Regions from separate parts of the Gasterosteus aculeatus genome. Here region 2 is linked to region 1. Evidence: chromatin contacts called from public Hi-C data. All regions are on one chromosome and are shown on one strand. Each heading gives the region's core, a stretch centred on a gene start, on an enhancer-like site or on the middle of the called end of the contact. The rest is flanking DNA. Distances are from core to core; before and after follow the strand shown.

Region 1 (6,263 bases), core at 2,862-5,361:
GTTCCCATTTACACGGCGTCCTTTGTCACTGTGGGCGGATCCCCGTCCACCAATAACAACACAGCGGCATGATTTCCCTGAGACTTGTTTAGCGCACCAGGTGTCCAAACTGGATCTAGGACATTATTATATATACACATTTTAAAAAGTAGCAGCAATGGCAGCTTTGTTGTGCATGTAAATGTAGCTATTCAAGGAAAACAGTCCACCGGCAGACAATCAGGCAGTGAAGCTGATTGTGAAGGAAAAAAGGGTCCAGAGAAGCAGTCGGGGGGGAGGGCGGGGGGGGGGGCATGCCTCGCAGAGCCCTTTGCTGAATGCCGCGAGTCCCACAGCATCAGACAACCTGCCGCAGTCACATTCAGGCTTCAAGGCCCCATTTCCAAAGACAACAAGAGCCACGTTGTTGGCAGAGCACACACACGTGCTGCAAGACATCTTGTGCTTACAGCTCGCCGAGAAACGTTTGGTCAGATAACATGAAAGTGGTTTAGGGTAGAATATTAAATCAACGTTTCCCCAAGAGAGATAAATCGATTTTAAATCAGCAAATTTAAAACAATTTTATCGTTTTAAATACCATCAATAAAAGTACTATACTTGATTTTGAATTTAAATCTAATTCCTAAAACATTCCAAAATCCCAGACGTTAAGTTTCTTCTCACCAACTTTAAAAGCATGCTTCGTCATCACCATCATCACATGCAGTTAGGACCAAAAGGTTAACCAGCTTTTCAAGAGTGGGTTTGATATGGATGCACCATGTGTGGATTGGCAAGATGAGTACAGATAAAGGAAAACAACCAAAAAAGGATTAACCAAAACAAATGTCTGCCATGGTTCTGCTTGGATTAATGGCTTTTTTCAAATAGAAATCAGAACACCACAGAACCAAAAAAAAAGGGGGGGGGGGTTTGTCTTGTAGAACAACTTTCTGGAATCTTTGTACGGCGCAGAGAACGTGTGAGCTGCTTCTCCAAGAGCGGCGCGCGCCGGACGGACGGACTCCAATTGGAAAAGCAAACCGCCCGAGCACCAACATATATTTGTTTTTTCCTAAATTTCCCCAATCAAGAATCCAGACTGCGTTTCCACAAGACGAAAACAAAAACCCTTTTCACGCATGCACCAATCAAGGAGCCACTTGAAGAGGAATCATTTCAGAGTCAGATGGGAGTTACGTTTACGGCCGTACTTGGGAGCTCTATGCCGGGGAACGGAGCTTGTTGTTTGCCTGCTATTACCAACAAATAAACACCACGTTAACACAAAAATGCACAAATATTTGACATGACAAACACATGATGCCGAGACTTGGAAAATCCTCTTACGTCGCTGCGGAACAACTCCTGTCTTTGTTTTGTTTTTTTAAATCAATTATCTGTTGCTGTTCAGTAAGAGGATTTTTAAAGTCAAGGGTGAGAATAAAAACAAGAAATATTTTTGCTAAATTAAATGAACACTGTGCTCACAGTAATTTGCCAACGACACAATAATTCAATATTTCCATTGAGATTGCTTAACCGAGAATAAAACACAGCAGCTATGTTCAAAACTACACGTGTAACGTTAGTATTTCTCACCAAAGATAAATGACGCCGTGTGCCATGAAATGGCGCAGACTACGGGTCCGTGATATTTAGGCAGGTTAGGCGTTGCAGCCTGGATGCAGCATGAGTCAATGTAGTGGATCTTTGTAATTAAAACATGCAGCAACACAGGAAATCGGGTTTTTTGAAGTATGGTGGATGGTGAGAGTGAGGAACAGCAGAATCGTCAGCTCAAAACAGGTCAGCACAGAAAGAAGCCGTGTTGGTTTGTCGCCAGGACGGACACGTGTGAATGAACTGAGCACGGAGTTGTTAAACTAGCAGGAATAATCAGAAATGTCGGCCTCGATTTGACCGCGGTATCACACACGAAAAGCGATCCAAACCGTCAGAGAAAATTTAGCAGGGAAACGTTTGCTGTAATAAACATCAACCTGCCAAAAAAAAAAAAAAAAAAAGCCAGAGGTGGTCAGAATGTGTGTTTTTGTTCTTACGCGGGAGCTCCAGACCGGTGTGTCCCGTGGTGTTGCGCACACACGGCGGCGAGTGTCTTCCGTCGGCCATGTCGGACTCCGAGCACTGGGCCTCGCCGTGGATCACGGCCAGGCCCAGACGCAGGCGCTCAGCGTAGGACTGGGCCCTGGACACAAGCAGACACAGCACACGCATTGCAAACAACATCCGGCGTCGAATAAAGCCCACACGGCGGCCATGTTAAGACCATTGAAATGTTATTTTAACACGGAGGTGATGATTAGGTTTAGCCATCGCTACCTCTTGGCTGCCGACGGGGACTTTGCCACGATGATGGCGTTTCTGTAATCAGGAATCTGACAAAGACAAAGCCAAACGTCAATGTCACGTCAGGTTGATGTGGTCACCACGACTGCAGTCAAACAGTCCGCCGCGCTCGTCACCTCTTCTTGGATGTACTGAATCAAGAAAGGAGAAGCACGCAAATTGTCCACGGGAAAGCTGAAGAAGCCCTGGATCTCCTTCTGGTGCAGGTCCATGGTGATGATGTGCGTCAGTCCTTGGGGGAACAAAAGGAATATTAAATCAAACGAATCCCTGCAAAGACGAGGTAAGAAACAAAGCACACAGATCGCAGGTAGAGAGTTGTGTTGTTCCCCCGTACCTGCTTTCGCCAGCATCGAAGCCAACAACTTGCTCACTATTGAGCCCCTCTTCCTCATCTTGCACTGTTTGCTGTACGGGAAGTAAGGAATGACTCCAATGATGTTCTTTGCACAAGACGTCTTGAGCGCGTAGGCCATGACCAGCAGCTCCATGATCGCCGTGTTGACATCCCTGGTAAAGTTGGGGGGGGGCAGACATTTAGACTTTATAGTGATACAAGATCCTTGCCAGAAGGTCTCACTGAAGCTCACCTGGGTATGGTCTGGATGATGAAGATCGTTTGTCCTCGGACGGATTCTTTCACATCCACTCTGGTTTCTATTGTGATGGAAAGAATTCGGTCACGCTGGGGGGGGGGGGCTCAGCTCTTCTGGTGGTCCGCGTGGCAGCTGGCCGTTCAGTTAATTACTCAAAATCAAAACCAGTTAACGGTTTTACTTACTTTTTACCAGCTAAGTGACTCGATAGAAGAATTAAGATAGGTCTACTTTCCCGCTTTGCGTTACGCGCCGTACACTACGCGCATCCACAGCGGGTTGAAGCGCTCCACTCACCCCGGTTTGACTCCTGGAAGACCACCGACTTCCCCAGTTCGACTCCCAGCCGCCTGTGAAGGGAGCGCACATGTAACGCACCCGATCGGGACATTTAATGATTCATTCGTTCGTGTAATGAATCATTAAAGAAGAGCTGCATCTTTGTGGTTGAAATTCACTTGTTTTAAGTCGCTTTGGATAAAAGAGTCAACTAAATTACACGTAACGTAAAAAAGACTCAGCTGTGCTTACTCTGTTATCTTCTTGGCCAACTCCGTGCACGCTACAGAGGAGTTTGCGGAAAAGACGCGATATCCACTTTTAGCGATATTCATTCTTGCACCTGTGGTGGTTTACGCCGCAGACACCCGCAGCCTCGGCACCTTAAATCGATCCGCCAGCACGTTTGTTTCCCACTTTCTTCTTATGGCGCTGCCGTAAGCTAACTAGCCAGTAAGCTAGCTAGCTAGCTCGCTGGCTAGCTCTCTGATTTAGCAGTCAACTAGCCGCTGGGCGAGATAACCACACAAAATACCCTCAGGTGTGTGTGTGTGACGTAGACTAAGCCACCGCACAGCTACAAAGGCCTTTTCAATTGCGGTCCTACTTCCTCCAATTTGTCCAGATGTTTGCGGACAAACGGCTGATAACCGTTGGTAATGTAGCACCAGAGGCGTCCAATGAGGCGCTCGTCTTCTTCTGCTTATTTAATTCAGCTGCAGTCTTCAAACGTTTACGGTGCACGGCGCCACCTACCGCCCCGGGGAGTGTGGTTTCTAGAAAGTTCAGGAATAAAAATAAAGATGATTATTCTTGCTTCTATTAATAATATTAATAGTAAAAAGGGAGGCATGGGGCTTTCCGCTTCAATTTCTGTTTGCAACCAAAGTAGTGACCCTTTGGTGACTTTTAGAAACAATGCATTTTCACATGGTCTTTACTTTTACTTTTCAGAACTGGAGGTAGCAGCCTTGTTGTTTGGTCCTAATTCAAAGTATTAGACAGATTAAACCTTCGACCTCACAAGGACATTAGATGGAAACGTTATTAGGATTCATATCTGTTAGATTCATATCTGTTAGAAAAAACAGATGATGTATAATCCTGCAATCTGCAATCCAAACACTGGATGCCACTAAAACGTCACACAGGAAGGAAGGCAGGTAGCTGTAAGCATAGTCCGACAGGTACTTCCTGGACAACGGAACAATCGGAAGTCATGAATCTCATAATTCGATATTTAAGAAGTTTGAACTTCCGCTGACGCAACCCTCTCTTTAAACTGCTCTGGATGGGCCAAGTGGAGGTTTAGGTGGGGTTTACACGTGCACGAGAACGAGGCGAGCACGAGCCCGCCCACAAGGCTCGGTTACGTGAGCAACGTGCGTTGGATTGGATGTCGGCAAACAGGTGACGCAAGAGCTGCATGAAGTTAGTCAGCCAAGTAAACAAAACCGGATAGGACTTTATTAGCCTTCAAATAAAATAAATAAAGACGAGCACGTGATGCATTCAGTATACTTTACGTTCAATTGCGTCCACATGTTTAAATGTATTAAAAAAGGGCATTGAACACAAAATAAATAAATATACATTCACAGATTATGTTGAATGTGATCCGGTCTATAATATTGATTAAGTGAACATTTTTACAGATCCCTAAAATGTTCTATACTTTATTTCGTTGTTAGAAGGAAACATGTACTGTAAATCAATTTTTTGTAAATCTAAACATGTTAAAAAAATAACAGGATTGATTGCGTAGACATTTTCTTGTTCAGCTAAAATTGTGAACCACTGACCAGCTGGGCTCTGACTAATTTACACTCATCTAGATTATCACTGTCACTACCTGTACTAAACTATTTATTTATCTTTATTTCCTAGCATTTTTGCCATTTATTGAACTACATGTAGTTATTTTCCTGGAAGCTTTTCTGGAAAAAAAAGATCATACATTAAAGACCCATTGCATAATACCGTTGTGTGTACCTTGTGGAAACAGAAGAAACCACATTTGACTGTCCTTTATGAAAAATAAAAAACAAACATGAACCGATATACATTCCATTGACTTTCTTTACGTAGCGCTGCGCGGGTGACACGACCTTTATTTTGAAAGTCTCCGCCGGAACGGCCGCTTCGCGTTGCTGCAGGCTTGCTGCTTGTGGAGAGCCTGGCTGGGGGAGAGAACCGTGGGAGAATGTGGAATACCTCTGACAAAAAAAACAAGTAAAGTTTATGATTGATAAACATCGGGCGGCGTGGACGCAAGACACCGAACAGGTAGGCGAGCGGCTCACCTCGCTTCCGTCATTTGTTCTTTTTTTGCCGGTCTCGGCTCCTGTTAAACGCCGAAAAATGGAGGTGAAAATGTGGTCCCAGTCATGAGGAGGCTGCACACAACACTGAATAAACAACGGGAGCAGCAGCAGCAGCAACAACAGCGACAACAACAACAGCTGCAGGCAGCGACGGCGACCGTGCAGGACGAGTCCGCGGCATGCGGAGCAAACGGAGACAGGAAGCGATGCGGGGACACGTCCAGAGGACAGACCCGCCGTGCGGCTGCAGCACTTAGCTCGGATCGCCCTAAAGAGGGACAATGCGACACAGTAGTTTGAGCAGGGCTAAAGGTTCAACGTCTCAAATCACGGGTTCTTATCTTACATAAGGAGCTAAATCACTTCTAATGATGCGTATCACGGTGTGAAACGGCACATGGGACATGTTCGTCAACACTTTGTTCTTTTATTTTTTTTGCAGGTATCACCAGCAGCTTGGCAACATCTCTTCTCTCCCCTGGCTCGTGTGAGGACGGATAGTCACATCTGTAGTCGCCCGGTGCCTCCTTCCTGGTAGATCATTCGTTTTTCCCTTCACAAAACTAACACCGGCAGCGCAGGAGAAAGACGACTTCCGCTTGAGTTCAGCGGCCCACAAATCCGACCTTATCCGAGCTTCTGATAAGCTTCTAAACCTTCCAACGTCTTCATCGGCATTACTCGCTCCTCTCATCAGGTCGTTACCGTTTCA
Region 2 (6,697 bases), core at 4,107-6,606, 250 kb after region 1:
ATGCATTTATTGAATATTTCTGGACTATAATATGTTTAGGCAGTGTTTCCCTTTAAATAGCCCAAATATATTCAGCTCAAAGTTAAATAATGCCACATCGATAGTCATTTTGAGAAAACACAAGCTCCTGGCTCAACCTCACCTGATGTGCCCTGCATATTAGGTCCATGTCGTGTTTGTGCAAAAATTTGGCCACCACATCCGCCCCGAATGTGAAGGAGACGCCGCGGTCGTTTTCACCCCAGCCCAGCACGTCTTTGTCTGGATCGGCCCACAGCAGGTCGCACAACAAACCCTGGTCAGGCACGTCTGTGGGTCGCATGACTCTGCGGATCTGCTCCATGGACTGAAGGTCAGGAGAGAGGCCTGCGGAGAGAACGTGTTGTGGTTCGGTTCATCTAAAAGCGGCTCGCCTGATCCTCGCAACATCTTAAATCCGCAAAGGCCTACCGCCGTGACAGCAGAAGATCTTCTCATCTACTATGGCAGCCACAGGTAAACAGTTGAAGCAGTCCGTGAAGGTCTTCCACAGCTTTATGTTATACCTCCGCTTACCTGCCAAGGAAAAGAGATGTGAACTTGGGTTAGTGGTCAAGGCAACACGGCAGACACCGTTCCCCGTTTATGAAGATCGTCTGCTTACACTCGTCATAAAAGCCGTAGATTCGATTAATGGAGGCGCATTCGTGGTTTCCACGCAGCAGGAAAAAATTCTCGGGATATTTGATTTTGTAGGCTAGAAGCAGGCAGATGGTCTCCAGTGACTGCTTCCCTCGGTCCACGTAGTCCCCCAGGAACAAGTAGTTGCTTTCTGGGGGGAAGCCTCCGTATTCAAACAGCCGAAGCAGATCGTAGTACTGACCGTGGACATCGCCTGCAGGGGGCAGCAGAGCAGAGCAATCGAAAACACAATTCCTCCACTGCTGATCACAAATGACCAAACTATGAAAATCATGATCTTCTCCAGCAACAGCCTGCAGCACGGCCTCTCAGTGACGTCACGGTATATCACACTGGGCCACCACATTAAAACTCACCACAGATTTTGAGGGGAGCCTCTAGTTCAAGCAGGATGGGCTGGCTCAGGAAGATTTCACGGGACTTGAGGCAAAGGCCACGGATCTCACCCTCCGTCAGCTGGACGTTCTTCCCCGGTCGAGAGCCCTTGACTGGGAGGAAAGGGAGAACCATGGAGACACACATATTATCAGAGCTTTAGTAAAGTTGGAGAATGAAGGACAGTAGGAGCAGCAAGAGGAGTCTGTTTTCAGAACGATGCAGCGGCTGAGAAAAGCTAGTCAGTGGAAACGTAGCTGACGTCATCGGCCTCAAAGGCACCTCTTTTGGACGAGTTTGAACCGAGCTATGAGGAAGTTATGAAACCCACTTCCCCTTCGACCCAATGCTGCTGCTGCAAAGATGTTGCAAACATGCATTTAGGACTACTTAATAGGTTTAGAAACAACAACAAGCAAGACCCCAAAAAAAGGCTTTTAAATCAAAAAATCCCCCAGCTTCTCACACTGATGCTATCTGCAAAATTCTGCATGTTTGTCACGTCCAAGTGCTGCGTTTTTTCACACATACCACACACTCGGAATGGAGCCAAACACAAATCATGAAGAAAAGCTGAGTAAGATTCATTTTGAGGACAACTCACTAAGAACAGAAATGTTGTTCTAGAAAAAGGGTACAAGTATGATGCAAATTATTTCAAGAGAAGAAAAAAAAAAAAAATCCCCCCCCTGAGAAAATAACCTAAACATGCAATTATAAAACCTTTAATGAAGTATTACTACAGCTCTCAATAGAGACCTAAATATTTCCACATAGACATGCCAGGCATACATAAGGCCATAACTGTGTCTACTTCTGACTTATGCAAGAATGCCCTTAGTGGAGTTTGGAATCTGGTTTGTTTGTATCACTGACAAAGTAAATCATACTCCCATTCCTACATGTGCACGTGTACGCCAAAGTAGATTACTGATGTCGAGTCTCATTCCCACCAAGCAAACGATCACAGTCAGACTGTTGAGGATGAATGGTAAAAACTTGCTTCCAAACATTCTTTCACCTTTAAATGTCGAACATTCACAGATAAAAAAAAGGTGATCAATAGCAACCACAGCTCTGATCAAACTACACTGGTTTCACAACATTAAGTTAAAGTACTTATGTTAAAGAAGTTAAGAGGCACAGGGGATAGTTGTTTAGTCAATACTTGGATTACTATTGATATACAACTGGAATTTTTTGTTAACCTGCTTCAGGTTGAGATTCTGATTCCAGTGTTATCTCAAACTTTTGAGGAATGTCAACTATTGGACCACAGAGCAGCAAACCATAAACAGGAATGTGTGTTACAGGGAGAGAACCTGACACACAATCACACACCAAATCACTGAACAGATCCAGTTCATAGAACGCTTGCAAAGCACCTGGGGAGGGAGGGTGAGAGCACAAATGGATGCAAAATGTTGTCACTAGCCCCAAAGTAGAAACTAAAAAGGAAAACTGCCTAAAGAGGGAAAAGTGGGTATAAATACGTCAGTACTGCTTGTCACTTTAAACCTGGATTACAGAAGGCTAAGCCCTGACAGAGCTTACGCCAAAGTTAGCCACACAGCCAGTAGGCAAACAATGGGCTTTCCACTACGCCGATGAGGGTGCAGCAAACAAAGAACCGGACCGGCACAACAGAAAAGCAACGAGGGAGGGAGGGGGGACGAGGGGAGGTGCTCGAAGCAACAGTTGGTTTGGTCCAACACTCCTGACTCAGTGCTGCTGGGTGACTGAGCTCATGTGACGTCACGCTCTCCCGACATGCCGTTAGCCACTAACACACACACCCTCCCAGAGTTCACCCGGACCTGCGCAAGTAATCCAATTGAAAGTGCTCATTATCCAAACACATTTAATTGGTTTGGTCTCAAAACAGTCGGCAAGCATGAGGGTTACCTTGTTGTCTCCACAGGAGACGGAGCTGTAGCGCAGTGAAAGTTAACAGTCTCTTGATGCAGCACCTGCAGCGAGGCAAGTGTTCTTCACTTTAAAGAGAGTGAACCTAGACAATAATAATAATAATAATAATAACCCGGCAAAGGGTTATTCTCAGCAATGGAACCTCAATTGCCGTTCTAAAGGTCATGAGTTACATAAGAGGATATAAATATGGCCATTATCAGTCTTGTTTGTATTCCCCTGCGTTCGGCAGACAACCTTATCGTGACCCGAGTAGAACGATCTATGTACAAAACACAGCAGACGGGCTGCACAGTCAAAGTCAAACTCCAACGCATGCTCGGGAAGATTCCAAAAATCACCTCAACCAGCCCAGTTTAAGCTCATGAATCAATGACTGCTCTATAAGTCGGTAAATAAACCGCTGCGTTAAAAAACGCATTACGAGTGTTGGGTCACGGAGACGTTTTTGCAACGGAGCAAGATGCACAAACAGCATACTTGATGAGACGTCCGTATACCAGCAGCGCCACAGGGGAAACACTGAAATGTAGGTGTGAGCCGGGTGCATCTGCAGCTCAAGGACAACTATGGAGGTCACAACCTCATTCGTGGTGCTCTTTAGACGAACTGAACGTTGGCTCTGAAGATTCAGGCTTTCGCTGCTCTTGCGCAATCTTCATGTCGAGGCAACGACAAAAACGGCCCCGTTTTCCCCTCAGACGCACACAAGCAACTTTGGCTTTTACAAAGCTTTCCCCACAGCAAACCATTACTCCTGCACGGTGGGAATAGAAGAAATGGTTCACGTCGGATTTGAAGAGGTACTACGTGTCTGCCTTAAAAAGGCCGTCGGTCTACAAAATGCTTCTGGCAAAACCGTGGGCACTTTTTCCTCAACTTGAAATGATTTTTTTTCCACGGCGAGCATGCAGGGTGAAGATGATGCAGGATGAACGATGAATGACGCAAGCAGTCTGTGTATTGCTGTAAAAGCAGCAAGGGAAGCGAAGGCTGCCGGTTTGCAGTTTCCCGCTGAGCATGTGCTAATCAAAGCATCAGTGTGTACACCTGCCCGACGAAAGGTTACAGCTACAAATTCTTATCAGACTGGAAAGGAAAAGCGAGAGCATTCATGTAACTGGGAAGTTCTGGTGGAAAAGGGGATATATTTAGGATGGAGGGGAAAAAAAAAAAAAAACGTGATTACAAGACTGTTTACACAGTAAGCTAGTGGCAAGGACTGTTTACATCTACAAGTAAAAAAAAATAGCCTGAATATTATGACCTGGAAAACAAATGACATCCTCTGTAGAAAATCGGCATTCGTTAATCAAAAACATAAAACGCGTGTAGGTGGACGTTTGTTTTGTGTTAAATGTGAGCGATGTTCTACTCTGACAGTCCGTAACGCCAACCATTCCGCATTTATTTAAAAAACACAGTAAGAAGCATGCATTTCTACCAACAAAAAAAAACGATCGCTATTCTTAAAACAGGTGCAAGCGGCGTTAGCTGGACGAGAGCAGGGCTGATGTGGCTCCAGCGCCTCATCCAAAGCCCGCCATCGAGCCGGAGAGCGCGGCTCCCTCCGGCAGGCGACTACGATGCACCGTATCCGCGTTCAGCTGAGCCGACGGACCTGCCGTTTAAAACACGTACAGCCCTCTCCCGTATGACATGTAAACCAAGGGAATTGCTGCGCAGTCGGGGGTTTAGGTTCTCCTCACCTTCCAACAGACGCTGAATTATAGAGTCGATGTTTAATTTGTCTGGTTCCGCCATTTTCTTTATTTTCTGACGTTCTCGGGCAGTCAAGACCTTGGTTTTCCGTGTTGCACCTTAGGTTTCAGGAACAGAGAGAACGAGACACATAATGAGCGATTCTTGTCTAATACGCTTCAAGTCACATTGATTATCCTTAGAAAATCATCGCACAACATAATCGGGCAATATTAGCGAACTAAAATAATGAATGAGTTTAAGCAACCTAGGGCTAGCCGAGCTAGCTGGGTAGCTACTAGCCAAGTAACGTAACGTTGAGCTAACACTACACATACGAAACCGAACGGCTAGTTAGCCGACGTTAGCTAAATTAACTTGCAAACAGATTAAATGTCTCCGTACCTTGTCTTTGGTTTGACGATAGTCTTTCTGGGGTGAATAAAATGTAATTGCTTTTTCTTCTGCGAGCTCAACCGTGGCCCCTTTCCTTCGATTCGTCCGGGTTCCTTCACTCGTCCCCCAGGAACTTTAAAAGAGGGCCGTGGCTAGTGAAGCGTCTACGGCTACGTAGGCTGTATCACAGCGAGCTCCTCACGCGTCTCCACAGAGCCGTATAAAACGACAGTCGCGTCAACGGAAGTTGGGGGGGGTTTGTCACGTGACTCACGCGGGTTAAGGATGGTTCCAGGAAGTAGTTGGCGGGCAAAGAGTGAGAACCGCGATTTTTTCTTAATAATTATCAATAAATCAACATATTTACTATTTTCACATCGAGAAACGGCATATGTAATTAGTTACATAACTAAATAGTTAGATACATTTTTATATGTCTAACTGTTTAATAGTCTATGTTAACAGTATTTGATTTTAGGCTAAAGACACAGTGTGTGAGCTGTAGTGGCACCTAGTGGTGAGTGGAGGGACTTGCAAAAAACGTCGGTTCACCTCCCACTTTATGGGTGTCCCTCGCCTGGGCATAAGTGTCTTCACGATATTATTAGGAGCTAATATCAATAATATCAGTACAATGTTCTTCATGACTGAACGATCCCTTTTAGTTGAGTTTAATTGACTGATATATCATTTCAAGGTAACTAAATCTTAACAGCAATATTTCGTACAACAGCAATGTAACTATAAAGTCAATAATATCTCGCTGAAAAAAAAATCGCATAAAATGAACAACATTCCTGCGTTAAGTATTTAAATGCTATATGCTCAGGAACAACGAGTTACTACCTAATGAATATACATATAAATATATACATATGATATGGGATTAGCTACAAGTCTCTTGTAAAACATATTACAGTTGATGTACAGCATACGCTAAAAGGCTTTTAATATCCACGCAACATTTGACAAATAGGTGAGTTGCCTGTGATCCTCTTCATCACTGAACACTCTTTCAAAATAAATTCTAAATTGGTCCTACAAACCAAAACTATGCATGCGTCATTTTGTCTGCGTGTTTCTAAATGTGTTGATAAAGGCTACACATTTCACAACATTCCTTTTTTCATTTCCTAATACAATGTCCTTCCCCTGAAGCTCCACTTATAACGTTGCGCAAAGCTCCTGAAGCCACTACGTCTCAGTTCCCTGAACTGGTCTGCCACAACTCGTGATCACAGTTTCGACAGAGGGAGGGGGGGCGGCTACGTGGAGGTGTGGTACCCATGGAGGTATGCGTTTGTTTGAGGGGAGCATGAAAAGAAAAAACTGCAGTCTTAGATGACAAAATGTTATTCTACGTCTTTCATAATAACCCCAATAACCTCTCTGTGTCCCTTCTAACCTTCCTCCTGGTCTGTTACCATCTCTTATGTTAGCGGGTGGACAAGGCAAGGCAAGTTTATTTGTATAGCGCTTTTCATACACATGGCAGACTCAAAGTGCTTCACATCATCAACAAGTATCTATCATCCAAATATTGATTTGAATATTTCTGGTGAGGGCCCCTGGGCCAACTCTATACTGACTTGACGTCACATGTTCTGTTTTGTTT

Evidence for each region. Hi-C and Micro-C count contacts between places; a contact is called where the count stands out from the background.
Region 2: a contact with region 1 is called in a Hi-C map of tail fin, with 4 times the contacts expected there. The contact joins the promoter of cldni here to the promoter of LOC120827381 in region 1. A contact is called at or near these places in 3 of 6 Hi-C or Micro-C datasets (skeletal muscle, tail fin and whole body).

The regions. Positions count from the first base shown.
Region 1 is chr11:14,634,092-14,640,354 of fGasAcu3.hap1.1, forward strand. LOC120827381 (phosphoribosyl pyrophosphate synthase-associated protein 1) reads right to left here and starts at 4,112. Exons shown (of 10, transcript XM_040190226.2): 1 at 3,480-4,112; 2 at 3,246-3,298; 3 at 2,943-3,009; 4 at 2,690-2,862; 5 at 2,469-2,584; 6 at 2,326-2,381; 7 at 2,046-2,191. The coding sequence starts at 3,562. akt1s1 (AKT1 substrate 1 (proline-rich)) reads left to right here and starts at 5,326. Exons shown (of 7, transcript XM_040190227.2): 1 at 5,326-5,513; 2 at 5,994-6,085; 3 at 6,249-6,263.
Region 2 is chr11:14,880,311-14,887,007 of fGasAcu3.hap1.1, forward strand. cldni (claudin i) reads left to right here and starts at 5,357. Exons shown (of 4, transcript XM_040192119.2): 1 at 5,357-5,398. ppp1caa (protein phosphatase 1, catalytic subunit, alpha isozyme a) reads right to left here and starts at 5,356. Exons shown (of 8, transcript XM_040192117.2): 1 at 5,092-5,356; 2 at 4,695-4,805; 3 at 1,038-1,169; 4 at 644-874; 5 at 451-555; 6 at 143-366. The coding sequence starts at 4,749.